2 separate regions of the Columba livia genome follow, and region 2 is linked to region 1. Evidence: chromatin contacts called from public Hi-C data. All regions are on one chromosome and are shown on one strand. The core of a region is the stretch at or near the end of the contact, and the rest is flanking DNA. Distances in the headings are between cores, read along the strand shown.

The links. A called contact is a pair of places that touch in the nucleus more often than the background predicts.
Region 2: a Hi-C map of liver shows a contact between it and region 1, with 4 times the contacts expected there. The contact joins the promoter of FAAP20 here to the promoter of RER1 in region 1. A contact is called at or near these places in 2 of 2 Hi-C or Micro-C datasets (crop and liver).

Annotation. Positions count from the first base shown.
Region 1 is chr21:1,352,247-1,360,150 of bColLiv1.pat.W.v2, forward strand. It overlaps RER1 (retention in endoplasmic reticulum sorting receptor 1), which reads right to left and starts at 4,290. Exons shown (of 7, transcript XM_065037464.1): 1 at 3,990-4,290; 2 at 1,305-1,390; 3 at 647-751. The coding sequence starts at 1,385. LOC102089086 (a long non-coding RNA gene) reads left to right here and starts at 4,359. Exons shown (of 7, transcript XR_010467404.1): 1 at 4,359-4,798; 2 at 5,498-5,596. PEX10 (peroxisomal biogenesis factor 10) reads left to right here. Exons shown (of 8, transcript XR_010467399.1): 7 at 428-547; 8 at 1,803-2,517.
Region 2 is chr21:1,548,946-1,556,849 of bColLiv1.pat.W.v2, forward strand. It overlaps FAAP20 (FA core complex associated protein 20), which reads left to right and starts at 2,682. Exons shown (of 4, transcript XM_065037460.1): 1 at 2,682-2,923; 2 at 3,803-3,938; 3 at 4,350-4,921; 4 at 5,370-6,461. The coding sequence starts at 2,820. The coding sequence ends at 5,442. It overlaps LOC110355797 (a long non-coding RNA gene), which reads right to left and starts at 2,587. Exons shown (of 5, transcript XR_002408724.2): 1 at 1,088-2,587.

The sequences.
Region 1 (7,904 bases), core at 3,040-5,539:
TAAAGTCTTCCTGAAAACCATCTTCAGATACTGACTTTTCAAGCACAATTAAACTACCTGTTTTTTTGCTTCCTCGAGAAGCGCTTTTCCACATCCTCACATTAACACAAATGTTTTCTGGCCTTGTTAAAAATATTAAAAATTCTCACTGTATAAAATAAGCACTCTGACTGTGAGAAGATGAAATCACCTTTATGAATCTCTTTCTTTTGTGTACTGACAGATGCCACATGTAACAGTTTTCATTTAAAGCTACCTAAATACTGGCTAAACTTACTGCAATACAAATAAACAAGACAAAAAGAATCTATTAGCATTTTTAAGCTGTTACACGGCTTTAATATAAAAGCAAAAACTTAATTGCAGGAGTTTTCAGAGGTTTATGATGTAATTTAATCAGAACTAATGGAGTATTTCCACTTTCTAGTGCCATCAGATGAAAATCCTCAAGCATTCGCAGTCTCCATCCTGAAGCTGTGAGTTTAACACCAACAGATGTCTTTGTTCTTCAGACCAATTTACCTTCTGCCGTGTGCTGATACCATAGGTAACTCCAAAGCAAACTGTACTTCAAGAACACTTAACAAAAGACACAGGACAGTAATGATACCTAAAGCTACTTCAGCAGTAAATCCAGTTCTCTTACCTGCAGTAAATAAACTCTAATCATGTAGATAAAACTCAGGCCCAAAGTTACAATCCATCGCACTGCAGTATATGGAGTAGATTTGTCTAACCAGGACTGGTAGATCTAGGAGGAAACATAAAGTGTACATCTGTAGAATACATGATGCACAATGAATAAAGTTTATTACAGGGCAGCATTAGCAATAGTGAGCATTCGTGAACAATATTTTGGGAAGGAGAGTAATGTGAAACATTGGTGTTTTTTATTACAAATAAACTGGTTAAACACAAGCATACTGACAAACATTTGACAAGTTCTATATTTTTACAAAGGCAAAAGAAAATCCCTAACGCTTGGAGCTTTGTAAAGCAATTTAAATTGACAATATTTCAAGCAAGTTTACTTTCCTTAGGATGAATCTGATGTGAAATCTGAAGTCACTCATTTTTGACAATAACAACATATATTTCCACTGTGTAATGTCAGATATACACACGTTAAATATCCCATTAAAGCTGCATATTATAATATTTGTTACCTATTTTTAAAAGGCTTCAAAAGAAATCTTTCACAGAGATGTTAGCATTTCAACAATTCATTCAAAGAGTAATGAGATCAAAAAGCTGCAGTGAGACCGGCTTCTAACAGAGCCGGGAAAACCCTATGGAAAACCAACCTGTCCGAGTCTGGAGAAAAATCTGTAGACCACAGAAGGTTTTCCATGCACAGACTCACCAATACTGTCCCCTTCTGACATGGTTGCTGTGGAAACAAAACATGAGACGTAGGTAACGCTTAAAAGTCTAAGCTCAGTGAAGCTTTACAACACATTCTGTGAACCAGCATTTCCATTGAGACTCTTTGGATTGCCCCGTTTGAAGCAAACTATTTTTGTTCTTAAACAGAGGATGTTTATTCCAAAAGAAATTGATTTCCAAAAGAAACTGTCAAGAAAGCAAAGAACAGGATATTTTACAAAGGCAAGTAGAATTATTCAATGAGTTTATGTCTCCTGAACACAAAGAGCTGAGCAGTCACAGAAAGTTTTATGCATGAGTAAAGCTGTACAGTAAAAGGTCAGGATTTTGAACTCGGGTAAAAAAAATTAACCAAGGGAATGATTTTTTAGGACATGCTTCTGCTACCAATTTAAGATCTTTATTTTTCTTTTCAGCTAAGCTCAACCAAGTTTTACAGTTCAAGATATAAACCAAACAAAATCAAATGGATTCTAAACAGAAACATCTTTGCCACATCACCAAACCAATCCCTGCCATGACTTCCTGGAGTCCTCAGCGTGGGTGGGACCGCAGGACTCGGGTCAGCGGGAGTTCCTCGGCCCCGCACCGACACCTCGGGAGCCCCACGTGGTAAGACAGACACAGGAAATATCACTAAATCAGAAAAACTTAAATCACGGGCTGCAAAAAATAATCTGAGCCCAAGGGCAATCTGGGGAGGCACAGAACCTTAAAGGTGGGTATTTCTTATGTAAACATCTGAAAACTACATCCTATGGAACAACTCGTAATTGGAAAAAAAAGGAGCCCTGCTACATTTTAAAGGAGAAGGGGATTCATTACAAGGCTTCAGGAGCTGCAGCCCACTTTAATTCAAGCTACAGCTAAAGAGAAAAATCAAACAAATTCATACAATACAGATAGAGACTTTTTCAGTACAGGCAAAAGGAGATAATTGTTGTTCTCCCCATTCGCTGCACTGCAGAAGAGAGAAGTTACTCAGCATTATTAGCTGAGCATCATTTTGTGCTTTAGTTTGGGTTTTTCTGAAATGTCCTCAAGAATAAAGCTGCAACAAAACGATATCAAACCTATTGATCAGATAGCAATTCTCTAAAGGTCATGAACGTAACACCTTCCATATTCTCACACCTAATTTTACAGATACATCCACAGCAAACCAAACACGACACTGTTGTACCCATTAACCTGAGCAGATCAAGGGAAGAATCGTGTCTCTAAGGCTACTGACGGTTTACGTTGGGGCGGGCATTTTGCTTGGTGTAAGAATTATGGTCTGTGTGATTACATACGATTCTTTGTAATACAACAGCTCTTCCATAGCAGACCAGGAAACACAACCAGCTGACACTTTTACTGAAAAGAAACCTCTCACTGGCTCTGTTTAAGCAGCACAGACTGAAGTATTTCACGTGACAAACTTAAAATTTTAGTTAACATTTCTTGCCATGTTCAGACTTTAATGAAAGAACATCTGTAATCAGACAATAATCAGGAAAAGCAGCTTTTGGCCTTGCTTTGAAGGCGGTTTACAGTTAAAAGCACAGGTCAGATCTCATTGGCTCAAGGGAATAATTAAACAACAGCAATTCCTCTTTCATAATGTAACACTCAGTGCTCAGTGTAATGAATTACAACAACCCTTCAGCCACATCAGTAAAGCAAACAATCAGAAAGACACACAAGACTAATACACAGTGGGATGGTCTGTCACTAGCAGAACAAACTGCTGCTGAAACTAAACCATGTCACAACATTTTTCTCTATATCGAAATACAGCAACTAGGCCAACGCGTGGACATCAACAATTGCGGCTTTTACCGCAAACGTTACGGTAACATCATTAAAAATACCACTGCATTTCTAAGTTCTTAACAATGACAGGACCCGGGGCAGCAAAGACATTTAACTCACGCCTCACATCATCAGATACAGGAACGCACAGAACTTTCAGACAACTGCCTGATCGCAATATAAATTTTTCTTAAATTTAAAATACGAATGAAGCACATGACGAGCAAAAACACGTTACTGCTCATACGTGTTTCCTTATCTGACACAGGAGACATCTCTGTGGAGCAACAACATGCTAAAGCAATTTATTGACAACAGGGTCAACGGGCAAACAGTGGAAAATAACCCGCTAGTTATGCAAACTGTTGGTTTGGGGTTTTTTTAGTCCTAAAGAAGCCGCTGTTTAACTGCACCCAGCACCAGGGCGGCCCGGGCTGTCAGACCCTCGGGACTGGGCAGCGGCAGCTCCCGCGCCCCGGGCGCCGACCGAGGCACTTCGCTGACAACCAAAGCGGCGCCGTTCGGCCCGAGACCCGAGCGAGAGGCCCCGGGGCGCCCGCTGGGGTGAGCAGGACCGGGAGCGGCCCCGGGCGGCGGGATCCGAGCGCTCCGGCAGCCCCGGGGGTAGCGCCCGGGCCGCGACGGCCGAGGCCGGAGAAGCCCCCGCGCTCCCGGAGCTCAGGGCCCCCGCCCGCCCGGGATCTGTCTCTGTCACTGTCACCGTCACCGCCCCCGCCCGCCGGCGGTACCGGTTCCCCCCGCCCCGGTCCGGTCCGGTCCGGCCCCACGGGGCCGCCGCTACTCACGGGCGGCCGAGCCGGGTCCTTCCGCTTCCCCGCCCCCTCTTCCACAAAACCCAATATGGCGTCACGGGCGGGGAGAAAACCCCTTCCGCTACCGGGGCAAGAGGGGCGGGTTTAAGGCTCGGCGCTGCCTCGCCATTGGCTCAGAGGAGGAAATGGATGGGCGTTGCCGCGGCGCCGAGCAGGGAGAAGCGTGGCGGCGGGTGTGAGGGCGGGCCGGAGCGCTGCGGTCCCGAGCGCTGCGGTCCCGGCTGCGGGCCCGGCTGCGGGCCCGGCTGCGGGCAGTGCCGCGCTACCGGCAGAAGAACCGCGTTCCGCCGCCGGGTGCGGGTCCTAGTGCGAGCCCGCTCTGCCGCCCGCAGTGACGCCCCGCCCCTCGCTCCCGCACAGCCAATGAGCGCCGGGAGGGTGTTGCCGCGCTCTGTGCCTGCGCGAGGTGGAGGGCGGGGCTGCGGCTGGCCCCGTCCTTCTCCCCTCAGTAGCGCCCGGCTCGCGGGGTGGGAGGTGACGGGCGGTCCCGGGCCGGTGCTCCTGCGGGGCCCCTTCGCTGCCCGTGAGGTGACGGGCAGTCCCGGGCCGGTGCCCCCGTGGGACCCTCTCGCTGCCCGTGAGGTGACGGGCGGTCCCGGGCTGGTGCCCCCGTGGGTCCCCTCACGCTGCCCGTGAGGTGATGGGCAGTCCCGGGCCGGTCCAGCTGCCGCCTCAGCCCGGCCCCGCGCCTGGAGCGGCCGGGACGAGCCTCCCCGGCCGCCGAGTCCCGTCTCTCGTTAAGGCGAAGAGCCGCCAACCCGCGCTCCTGTGTTCAGGCTGATGTAAATACAAACGCTTTTCCTCTTGTGGGTTTGTTTTATTTGTTGTGCTGGAGTTCTCGTTTTATGCGAAGGTAGCGTGGTCGCTAATGCTTTATCTCTGGCTGTTTCTGTGTAGTCTGTAATGCTTATCGTGACCTTTAAATATTTAAGAGCCTGTGTTCCCATTACAATGTAAACATAGATAGTAAGCAAAGTAATATATTGGTCTTCACATGAGTGTTGTTTACATTGCAATTTTGCAATAAGTATCCCTAAGTAAAATTAGCACTTTTACTTTGGCATTTCTACTTTTTCAATATTCAGCCTGGTGTGTGTGTATTTGAATGATTTCGGTTGTTTTCTGTGTCGCCGGTGGGTGTGGGGTCTCAGGTGGGGCTGGGCGGGGGCCCGGGGCCCGTTGGGTGCTCTCAGGGCAGCAGCCTGAGGAGCACAAGTTACCTGAGCTTGTGACAGTCCTGTCAGTTTTATCTTCTTTTTGAAATAGTATCACTTGTACTCTTTAAACCCTTAATATGGTAAAAGACAGATAGTAAGCTTTAAGAAAGCTTAAAGCCTTTGAAGCTGCTAACAGTGCATAGGTATACATTCAGTCATATAAAGGAGAAAAATATGAGAAAATTTCAGCTTTTGACTTGAGCTGAAAATGGAGGTGGACACTTGTCTGATAAAAGGAGTCGGAACAATTATTCTATTTTCTAGGTCAGGACAAGATGTTCTTTAAAGGTGGAAGTCATTACGAGGGCAAGTTTGTCAAGGGACAAATTATGGAGAATGGATCTCAATACGGGGTATCAACAGGTGAGCTTGTAATTACACACCATTGAAAAAATCCATTAAATTCTGATATATATATATAAACATGTATCATAAGCAGCCAAACTGATTTAGTTCAAGCTGCCAGTCTTTCATGGTGTTCATTGGAGAATTGTGGTTTTCGGGTTTTTCTGTTGGTGTCTAAGTTTAGGCTGGGTTAACTTCTAGGCACCTCAGGAAGTTAATTAAATGTGTTAATGGTAGAACCCAGAAACATGTATCATCAGTTTTTGGTAACAGCCTCAGTGCTTCAAAGGTCCACACACGTGCAGGCTTGTGCTTATATGAAGGGCTCTTCAAATTCTGGACAGAAATGGTAAAGGTTTTAAAGAACTTGCCCATCCATAGCGCATAGTTTATTCAGCTTGTGCATGGCATACCAAGAGAACGTTTCAGTGAATTTATCTCACAGCGTTCTGAGCAGAAAGTAGTTGTTTAAAGATCTGTCCAAGTAACTTGCTCCAGAAGAGGATTTCTCCTTTTTCTGTTTATTTTTCTGTAGGTCAGTGACTTCTCCACCACTCTAAGCCCTTAAATCAATGATCTGTAAGACTGACAGAAAATAAGGGGTGACCGCGTGGAATATGGTGTCTTGTAGAAGTAAATTGGTTGTATACCTGACAGAAAAATAGTTATCCATTATCTAGCATATCGTTTCTTGAGACATTGAAGACAGGATATTTTATGTATATATGTATTTGTGTGCACGTATATGCACACGCAGTTTCGTGCCACTGGGTGTCTCTCCAGCATCTGTTTTGTGACTGAATTAGTAAGCTCTTCAGGTTTACACTTGTTCAGTAACTGGTCTATCTCGGTAGGGTTGTAAGCATTTAGTACTATATTGAAGTTTACACTGGATATGTGCTCAAAAGTAACAAGATACTCTGGCCGAAAAACCACCCTGATAGTACTGACAACAGTATCTCGTTGATTTATTTAGTATTTATATATATATAGTATTTATATTATGCAGAAAATTATATTAAAAGACAATTGCTTAGTGCAAGCATTTCACATTGAGTAAAAATGTCAAGAGGTGCGAGATTGAACACCAGGGAATATATGAAAAACAAAGCCCCTGAAAGCTGCTAATTAAAAAAAAAATACACAGTGGCCTGGCTTGTCTGCTTTTAGTGCATTTGTATGTGCACACATTTGAGAATGGAAGAAAACAGTGACAGGTGAATGAAATTTGCAGAGGTTAATGAAGTAAAACATGCATTTTCTCCATGGAAGTGTTTCCTGTCTATGGTTCCTTATTTCTGGCTGCTCGTAAGCAGATGCCGTGTTCCGCGCTGGCCCTGTTGCTGCTGCTCTGCGTGCTTTGGCAGCGCTGTCTTGTCTCCCTTCCCAGAGGAAGACCTGCTGGTGCATCCACCTGTTAGCCCCACCGAACAGGTGGCAAAAGCCTCCTGGGCTCCTTCACCTGCAGCTTTTGTTCCCCTGCCCCCCAGGCCATGAGTTACCTGTTTGGAAGAGTCACCATTTCAGTTTCGATGCAAATTTATATAAATTACTGGAATTTCGGTTGCTCAGAGTTATAGAAAAAAGTGGTAAGTACTAATGACCCACTTACATCATCTTTTTCTATATTCATGAACAGGTGTCTTTGAACGCTTTGCCCTGACACCCAATGTTGGGAGTAAATAACATTAAAAATGTTGTTCATTTCTGAATAAAAATCATCAAAATTTATATCATCATGAACTTCTTTATTTCTGTTTTGGTCTCTATTAGCAGATTGCAGTGGTTTTGCTGCCTTGTATGTCTCTGAATCACAGAAAATACAGGTCCTTGCTAGAACTCAGGGATTTTGTTTTGTTTAAAGCAGAATTTCCTGTTCCAGTTTAAAAACAAAGCCAAACACAAGCAAACCAACCCCACAGTGTGATACAGCCCATCACTGGAAGCTCACTGCTTTTTCTTTTTCCCTGTTTCCAGCTCCCCTTTGTGTACTCACTGGTAGCTCTTTTTCTGAAGGCCCCTATGTCGCTCTGGTTGTTCACGCCTTTGTTTCTCTGCATAAATGTGTGATGTATAGATAGTGCTTATGTGGACGTCAGCATTTCCAAACCTTGCATGTGTTGCATTGCTAAGCAACTTTTAGCAACACTTATCTTTCATCCTTATGCCATCTGGAAAAGAGGATTAGACAAGGAAATGTGCCAGAGAGAGACAAAGGCGAATCTACGAAAGAGGTGGCTTAATTACTGAAGAGAATGAGTGACATTAATAGTAGGCAGTCATCAGAGTTGATTGAAAGCAAGCACAATGCCTTTACAGGTAGTGA
Region 2 (7,904 bases), core at 1,432-3,931, 200 kb after region 1:
TTCCTGAGAGCAAAAGTTAAAACTGAGGCCCACTTTACAGCGAGAGGCAGGGACCATGTAAGTAAAGATTAAGTATGTGCAGCTTGATGGGACTCTATAGGGAACAGATAACTACACATGCTGGCACTCCATTTACAAGGAAATCCCTGAAGATAATCTGTAGCAGCACTCGGGCTTCCAAAAGCTCCAGTCCCTTGACCACTGGCTCAAATCCCGTCAAGGCTGCTGATGATAAAGGCTGCTCTCTGCATTTCTATGAGAACTTTCTTCTAAGATCAAAAAACATTCTAATTATTAAAATATGCAAGACCCAAAGTCAAGCAAGAAGTAATAGCATTTCCGTATCAGTGGAGGAAACAGGACAGATGATCTTGTGCAACGTGGCAGAACCAGGAACAGGTCCTATGCTGTATTTCACCTTCATGCTGTAAGTACGTTATTAGTTCTGGAAAGATGCAGATGAAAAATACTGAATGTACATAACTGTCAAAGATTTCTAGAACGCTACTTTCAAATCTAGTTACAGAACCAGAGAAAGTATGAAAACGTCCACTGACACACCTGCGCTCACAGATTGTAATGGGTATGCGTTAAACAGGTAACAACGAAATAATCTTACAGCATCAAGTTTTTAGTTAAACCCACAAAATACAAAACCACCTACAAGCTACAGTTGCTACAGAAGCAAGGTTTTTCCTTTTTGCTTTTTACAATCAGCACCTGCAGTAATAATTCTCACTATTCTTTTTATGATATTCTTTCATTCGTGGCCCTTATTGCACAATAACCATTTTTATGCTCGCCCATAACAAAGCTTTTGCAAATGCTATAACGCGTGACTCACGGTACTAAGAGTACCACACGGCAACACCTTCAGCACGAACACCAGCCTGCGCGTCTGGTTGCTGGTTCAGGAGAAGTCCCATCTAACCAAACAGAGCACCGGTACAACGCATGATGCAGGAGCAGAGGATCGGCAAGGGAGTGTCCAAGGGGTCGTAAGACGTACAAAACTCTAACACAAACATCACATGAACAAAAGAACAAACCCTGTGGCATATACAGTTGTTAACATAGAGATACCTACAAATACGTAGAGGCCTGCAGACATTAGCTCAATCTCATGATCGCTTTCACTGGCCATCAGATTTTTTTAAAGCAAGATTTTTATATTGTTTGCTGCCGCCAAGTGGCGATAATCAGTGCTGTGCCTTCTATATCACAGCAGTCATTAACGCTGGCAAATAAAAAAAAAACAGAAATGAGATACTTTTTGGTTTGTCGTCTTCAATTAGAATCAGCAGTTGTGAAATCAAGTTTCTGCCCCTCCTCTGTCATCTCGTTTTCCAACCACTTGCACGGCCGATCCCTCCTTCAACCCACATGCCCCATACGCTTCCTCCTGCTGCGCTTTGTGTCTGCGCCATCACCGGCTTTCCTTCCACAGCAGGCCTAAAACCTTCAGATTCAAATTCAGCCCTTGCCCCGTCCAGCTCACCGCGTTCCGCCGGGATTTTGGGAGAATCCTTCGCCACCAGCGAGGAGAAAGAGCTGTAACCACTATTAATACAGGACAACGTCAGCCTGCGTGACAATGGTTGGCTTTTCCATTGTTATTTCTTTCATTATCATTTTAGTCTGCCCATCGCACAGAAGAAATGCCAGCACTCTGGCATGACTATTGTTTTTTATTCGTGTTATTTTTCAGCTGGGATATCTATTGTGGAAACTTACACAGTTCCCATCAGTAACCAAACACTTTACACCTCTAAGATTTTTATCCTCACTCCTACACAAAAAGGAAACCCATTGATGCTCTTTTAATGTTATAAAATCAGTTATTACATAGCATATAAGACATTACCTCCCTACATACACCTGAGTGAGCGCAGGAATGCTGTGAGGCGGACTGAGCGCCCCAGACCTCCGGCTGCGCTTCAGCTGCGGCGGCTGGCTCGGCCTCCCACCTCTCGTGTTAAACCTGCCAATGTCTTTCAAATGTGAATTGATGAGCTCTGATATCCGAACGCCACTTTCCTGGTTCAGATCTGTCCAAGACACGTAGAAACCCAAGTCAACTGTTACTTGTTCAAGGACACGTGGTGTCTCATGGTTGCCTCCTGCAGGGGCAGGCGTTGGACTCGATGACCATTGTGGGTGCCTTGCAACTCAGAACATTCTATGATTCGATAATTAATAATAAAAGGATGGGGTTCTAGGCAGACAAGCTGAGTGGATACAGGCCACATCGAGCTCAGCAGGGCACTGAAGAAAGGCGGGTTTCCCTCAAGGAAAGGGCGGGTTTCTCCTCAAGAAAAGGGCGGGTTTCTCCTCAAGAAAAGGGCGGGTTTCTCCTCAAGGAAAGGGCGGGTTTCTCCTCATGGAAAGAGCGGGTTTCCCTCAAGGAAAAGGCGGGTTTCTCCTTTAGGAAAGGGCGGGTTTCTCCTCAAGAAAAGGGCAGGTTTCTCCTCAGGGAAAGAGCGGGTTTCCCTCAAGGAAAAGGCGGGTTTCTCCTTAAGGAAAGGGCGGGTTTCCCTCAAGGAAAGGGCGGGTTTCTCCTCAAGGAAAGGGCGGGCTTCCCTTCGGGCTGGCCTCCCCGCGCCGTTCAGTCAGGGAGGCTCGGAGGGCGGAGCGGGAGCCGGCGGAGGCCCCGCCCGGAGGCCCCGCCCTGGCAGCGGAACCGCCGGAAGGAGGAGGAGGAACGTCCGGTGCCCGCTCCGCCCGCGCACGCCAGCGCCGTTCCCCGGCGAGGGGGGAGCTGTGCGGCGGCAGCGCCGTTCGCGGGGCGGCCGGAGGAAGCCGGGCCCCGCGCCTCAGCCATGTCTGAGGAAGGAGCCGCCAAGCTGCGCCTCAAGCCCAGGAAGGCGCCGGCAGCCTGCAGCCGGGAGCCCAGCCCTGGCCGGGAGCCCCCCCGGCGGCGCCAGTGAGTCCGGGCCGGGGGGGAAATAGCGGCCGCCGCAGCCGCCCCGAGCCCGCGGGGTCGGGCCGGGAAGGTGCGTCTGGGCCTTCAAACGCACCTGCCACTTGAAGTGTTTCCTGCAGCTCCTCAGGATGGTGTTAAAGGCAACTGCATAAAACAGCACCTGTGGTGCGTTTAAAAGATTGAGAAGCCAAGTGCGAAGTAAAGAGCTTTCTGCATGGTGTTTGGCGCACGGTAGCACCAGTGAGGACAGAGCTCGTGAGAAATGTTAACACGTGAAAATTAAGTTTCCTTTCATCAGAACAAGGTTCCCAGGAGAGGAGGAGAGGCCCTTGAGAACGGGAGGAGGGAGGAGAGGCAGAGCCGAGGCTCAGGGAGGGTTGGGCTCTTGTTTCACCTGTTTGCATCCCCAGCTGCACCCCCGCCAATAACAGGGCTCGGGAGCCCCTCGCTGCACTTGCTGGGGGCTGACAGGACTTGGCTCCAGGTCCCACTCCGTGCTGCATCAATCGGGACAGCGACCCGAGAAAAGGCATCAGGAAGAAGTTGGAATGCTGGAGACGGCACTCTGACCTTCACAATCCATCCTGCTGGTGAAATTGTCTTTATACAGCATCACTAGTATTAAAACATTTGAATTCTTACTTTACCTGCCTGATGCAGTTGTACAGAGAGATAAGTAGTTTCAAGGGCCAAGCATACACAGCAGAACCGCCATCCTCAAGGATTTCTGTGCTCAGCAGGTATAGGGATAGCTACAATTTTTGAAACACCAGTGTTAGAGGAGGGGTAACGCAAGTTAAAAGACAAATTAGTAGCAATGCTGAGTATCTTCTTCCCCCCTCACACCCTCAAACGCTTTGACAGTGTTTCTCTTCACAGGCCATTGGCTGACAGATGCTCCTGGTTCGAAAAGGACGACACAAATGAATGTGAAAAACCCTGGATTTTGTTACTGAAAGATCTGCAATGCACAAATGGGCAAACGGTGCCCGGTTTTCCAGAGTTCCTTGGAAAGGTAGCGTGCTGGATCCTTGGTGTCTGCACTTCGTGACAATCTGAGTCGTGTCACAAGCAGGAAAAACAACCTGAAATAGCTTTTAAATACATTGGTTTTCAGCTCCTGCTAGCAATGTGACTTATAACACAGAAAAGCACTCCTTCTAAAGCTGTTTTTTTCCTGTACAGCAGCAAGTGGTTGTTTTCATCCTTAGTCTCTATGGAACACATTAAAAGAGGATCCTGTTGTATCAATTTAGTAAGACATATATTGCATAAACTCCAGGAAGTTCTCAATTGCTGTACAAGCACTGGAGACAGTTGTAAATAAAATGTTCCTTTTTGCAATGTAGTTTAACCTTCTCAGTCTATGTTCAGCCTGGGTTTTATGTATTGATTGAACTGCATTATACATGTGTGTGTTTTACAGAGTTCTGAGGAAGAAAGCCTACAAGAACGAGAAGTCTTTACAGTCAGAATGAAAGACTTTCAATGGGTATCATTCCCACCTTGTTGCAGAGAGAAACATCCAGAACCGCAGGATCTCGGCTCCCCGCAGCTAACACGGAGCCAGATCCACCGCTTGCACGAAGGACGGGGCCAAGCAGATAAACTGAAGACTGTACCTGCTACAGCTGAGAAAACGTGCTGTGTAACTATTCCAGGTCAAGCCAAAAACGTGGTTGGGGGAGACACAAAAGGAAGTTTGACGTGCCACTTGGCCTGGTCGCAAAGCTCTGCAGAGGCTCTTAGTTCTCGGCAGCAGTGCAGGGGGATGGCACAGGCCAGCAGGGAAAACAGACGGGAAAGCGGTGGGGAAGAGCTTCAGATACAACCAAATCAAGGGAAGGTGTCGCTGGGGGAGGCCGCCTGTGTGCCTGCAGAACAGAAACCGCCTCCTGTGAACGGACCTGGGACTGACGGCTGCGAGGAGACTGAACAGAGTGAGGGATCTTCAACTCTTGACAGTTGTCCCATGTGTCTGATTCGCTTCAGTGGAACGTAAGTTTCCTTTTTTTAATAACTTCACAGTATACAAAACCCAGAATGGTTCTGATGTATTATCTATATACAAAACAACGAAAACACTCAAAACTTCTACTGTAAAGTACTTTTAAAATGTCAGAATTATTTCTAATTCAGTTTTGAAGTAATGTAATCTAATAATCATGAACTTCTGGAGAAAGCTAAGTCTGAGCTCTCTGGTGAACCTTACTAGAATATGCAGAATTAGTATTTTTAAATACATGAGTATGAAAAGCTTTTCTGTGAGATTGGTATCATATTCCAGAAAGCACTCCAGTGAAGCATCCTTGCTAGTTGAAAGCAAACTTGCTTCTGAGCAGAGGAATGACTTACCCATCCAGCTACTCGAACGCTTCAGCGATTGCTCAGGACATGAGTGAAGAACAGTGGCAATACGGATTTGACTTGGTTTCTCTATTTGCAGGCTCTCCCAATTGGACATCGATGGCCATCTTGCTCGATGCTTGTCTGAAAGTGCAGATGATGTGATGTGGTGAACGGAGAATGAAGAGCGAAGGAACAAGGCCAAGGACGAACCTCTCTCAAAGGAAAAAGGTGGCAAGGAAGCACATCCTTGTCTCAAAATTCCTTCAGGATCACAAACCAGGAACTCAATAGAAACTGAAGTGCCACCTGCCTGTTTGCAGTCTTCAATCTGCTGAAGCGCCTGTGAAATAGCTGTAGTGCTGAAAATGGTGCTGTAGGATGTACCAGAGACCCCCGCGGAAATGAGACTCAGCACTCCTGGAATCTGGATACTTCTGAATAAGTGTACGGTTGTAAATCACTGAAGAGCCTGTTTTGTCTGACGCACCATAGTTCTGAATCTTTACATGTAGAAGAAAGGCTGAACAAAATAACCATTAGTTCATCTAATCCACAAGTTTGCTGTTCGTGTATCTCAGCAAACCTCTGCCTGCGACTCAAAACCCTGCAGTTCAGGTGCGATCCAAGGATACACAATAACCACAGAATAGTCTTAAAATCCAGGAAGAATCCTACAGATTTAATTTGCAATGGGTTCTCGTTAAAAAGTGCACATTGGACATAGCTCAGTTTGATAAATAATAACAGTCATTAACTTTTTCATTAAAGTCTTTTAATAGATGTGCAAGAATATAAATGATCTTAGCTGTTATGGATTAGTATACCATCTTCTGCACAATTAAAACCAGTCAGCAAAGATCCCAACTAATTAATTATACAAAACTACAAGAACATATTTACTGTTTTACAATCATTAAATTAGCTAGAATTTTCATTTACTATTTCAAATAAGACAACTATATATCATTACCAGATCCATTTGTAATATATTAGGATTTTTTTTCCAAACCACACATTTAATTACATCCTTCATTTTCTTTTATTTATAAAACAAGTACTTTATATAAAAAAATGTCCCCTTCATCATGAACAGAACATTATTCAAACACTTGCACATGAGCAACCAAACTTGTATCCAGCAAACTATTTGGCAACACAGCAACATTGTAAATTCCTGTATTTTTTTTTTTTTAATAAAATCAAGTAGTCTTTACAATGTTTGTTTAGCAAATGTCTTTCCATTCCTCCCTCCCTCCCAAATGTTCTGAAACCTAGAAAATAAAAGATTAAAACCCCCCAAAGCCACATTTCTGAGATTTGCGTGTTCGAGTCGCGTGCCCTGGGCTGGGAGCGGACAGACCCATCTGTCCCTGCCGGGCGGGAGCTGCCTGCACCCGCTCCGCTATCCATTCCTTTTGTTACCGGGGAGCTCAAAACACTGAAAGAATCCTTATTCGGGGCAAATAAAGTAATTGCCAAGAAGGGAAAAAGGAGTAATTTAAAAATGTCAGACTGCATTTAAGAGGTAAATGTGTCCTTCAGTAGATAAAGTATCTAAAGTCCAGGCATTTGAGGCAAATACTTCTTACTGGTTAAGTTATTTAGTGCTGATTAAAACACATTTTGCTTAATATGAAAAGCTACAGGCCAGAGAGAAACCCCCAACTTAAATCTGGATGGGATTAATATGACCAAACCACAGGTCTGCGTAATTGCGGCTAATGAGGGGATACAAAACGTGGATTGTTAATCAATGAGAACGGAAAAGTTTACACAACGTTTTGGCAGTCTGGTCCTAGCACCTCATGACGTGGATGTGAATCCGCAAGATGTTCAGCACCTAACGCAATGCTGTACCCTGAGAAAACCGCATGGTCATGGAGAGGAAGCGAAAGCCTTGCGATTGATCCTGCACTGGACACGGGTCACCGAGATGGCCTGGCACAGGGATTCTCATTTTCTCTGCCTATGCGAGTGCTTTTGTTGTTGTTTTTCCCCAATCTCTGCAACCCACACAACAGAGTTAACCCAAAACGGAGCAAACAGCGATTCTGCCTCAGCAGATCTTACTTACAGAGGCAGGGAAATCTTCACAAGCATCTCAAGTTCAGGTGGCACCGCACACGTACCAATCCGCAACGGTGGCGACGCGAGCTTTTCCAAGCTGCTAAACGAACAGTTGTGATGTTGCCCTTTCCCTGTCCCCGGTACCCCCGCCCCACTTTGCACGAGAAGGGATTTGATCGTTATTCTTAAGCTTTATCCAATTTCTTAGGTATTCATTAAAAATTCTACTTTGATGCAAATCACTTTACCAAAACATCCCATTCTCTTACATAGAATTAGTTATTAATCTACACTGAGTAACCGTAAGCAGACAGTTGACCGTAAGTAGGAGGTGTGCTTTATCAGGAAAGTGTATTTCTTATTATGGTTATTCTAGATTTACTACTTCAACTTTAAGGCTATGCTTTATTATGGTTTTGCTCTATTTCTGAGTATTTGGATAGTTGATAAAAATACTTTTCAAAAATGTAATATACAACACAACATCATAGTAGGTATAGGCACTGCTCGGGTATTCTGTTCAGAACTCTGTGTGCAAATTTAGTTTCCTTCAATCTAGACATTT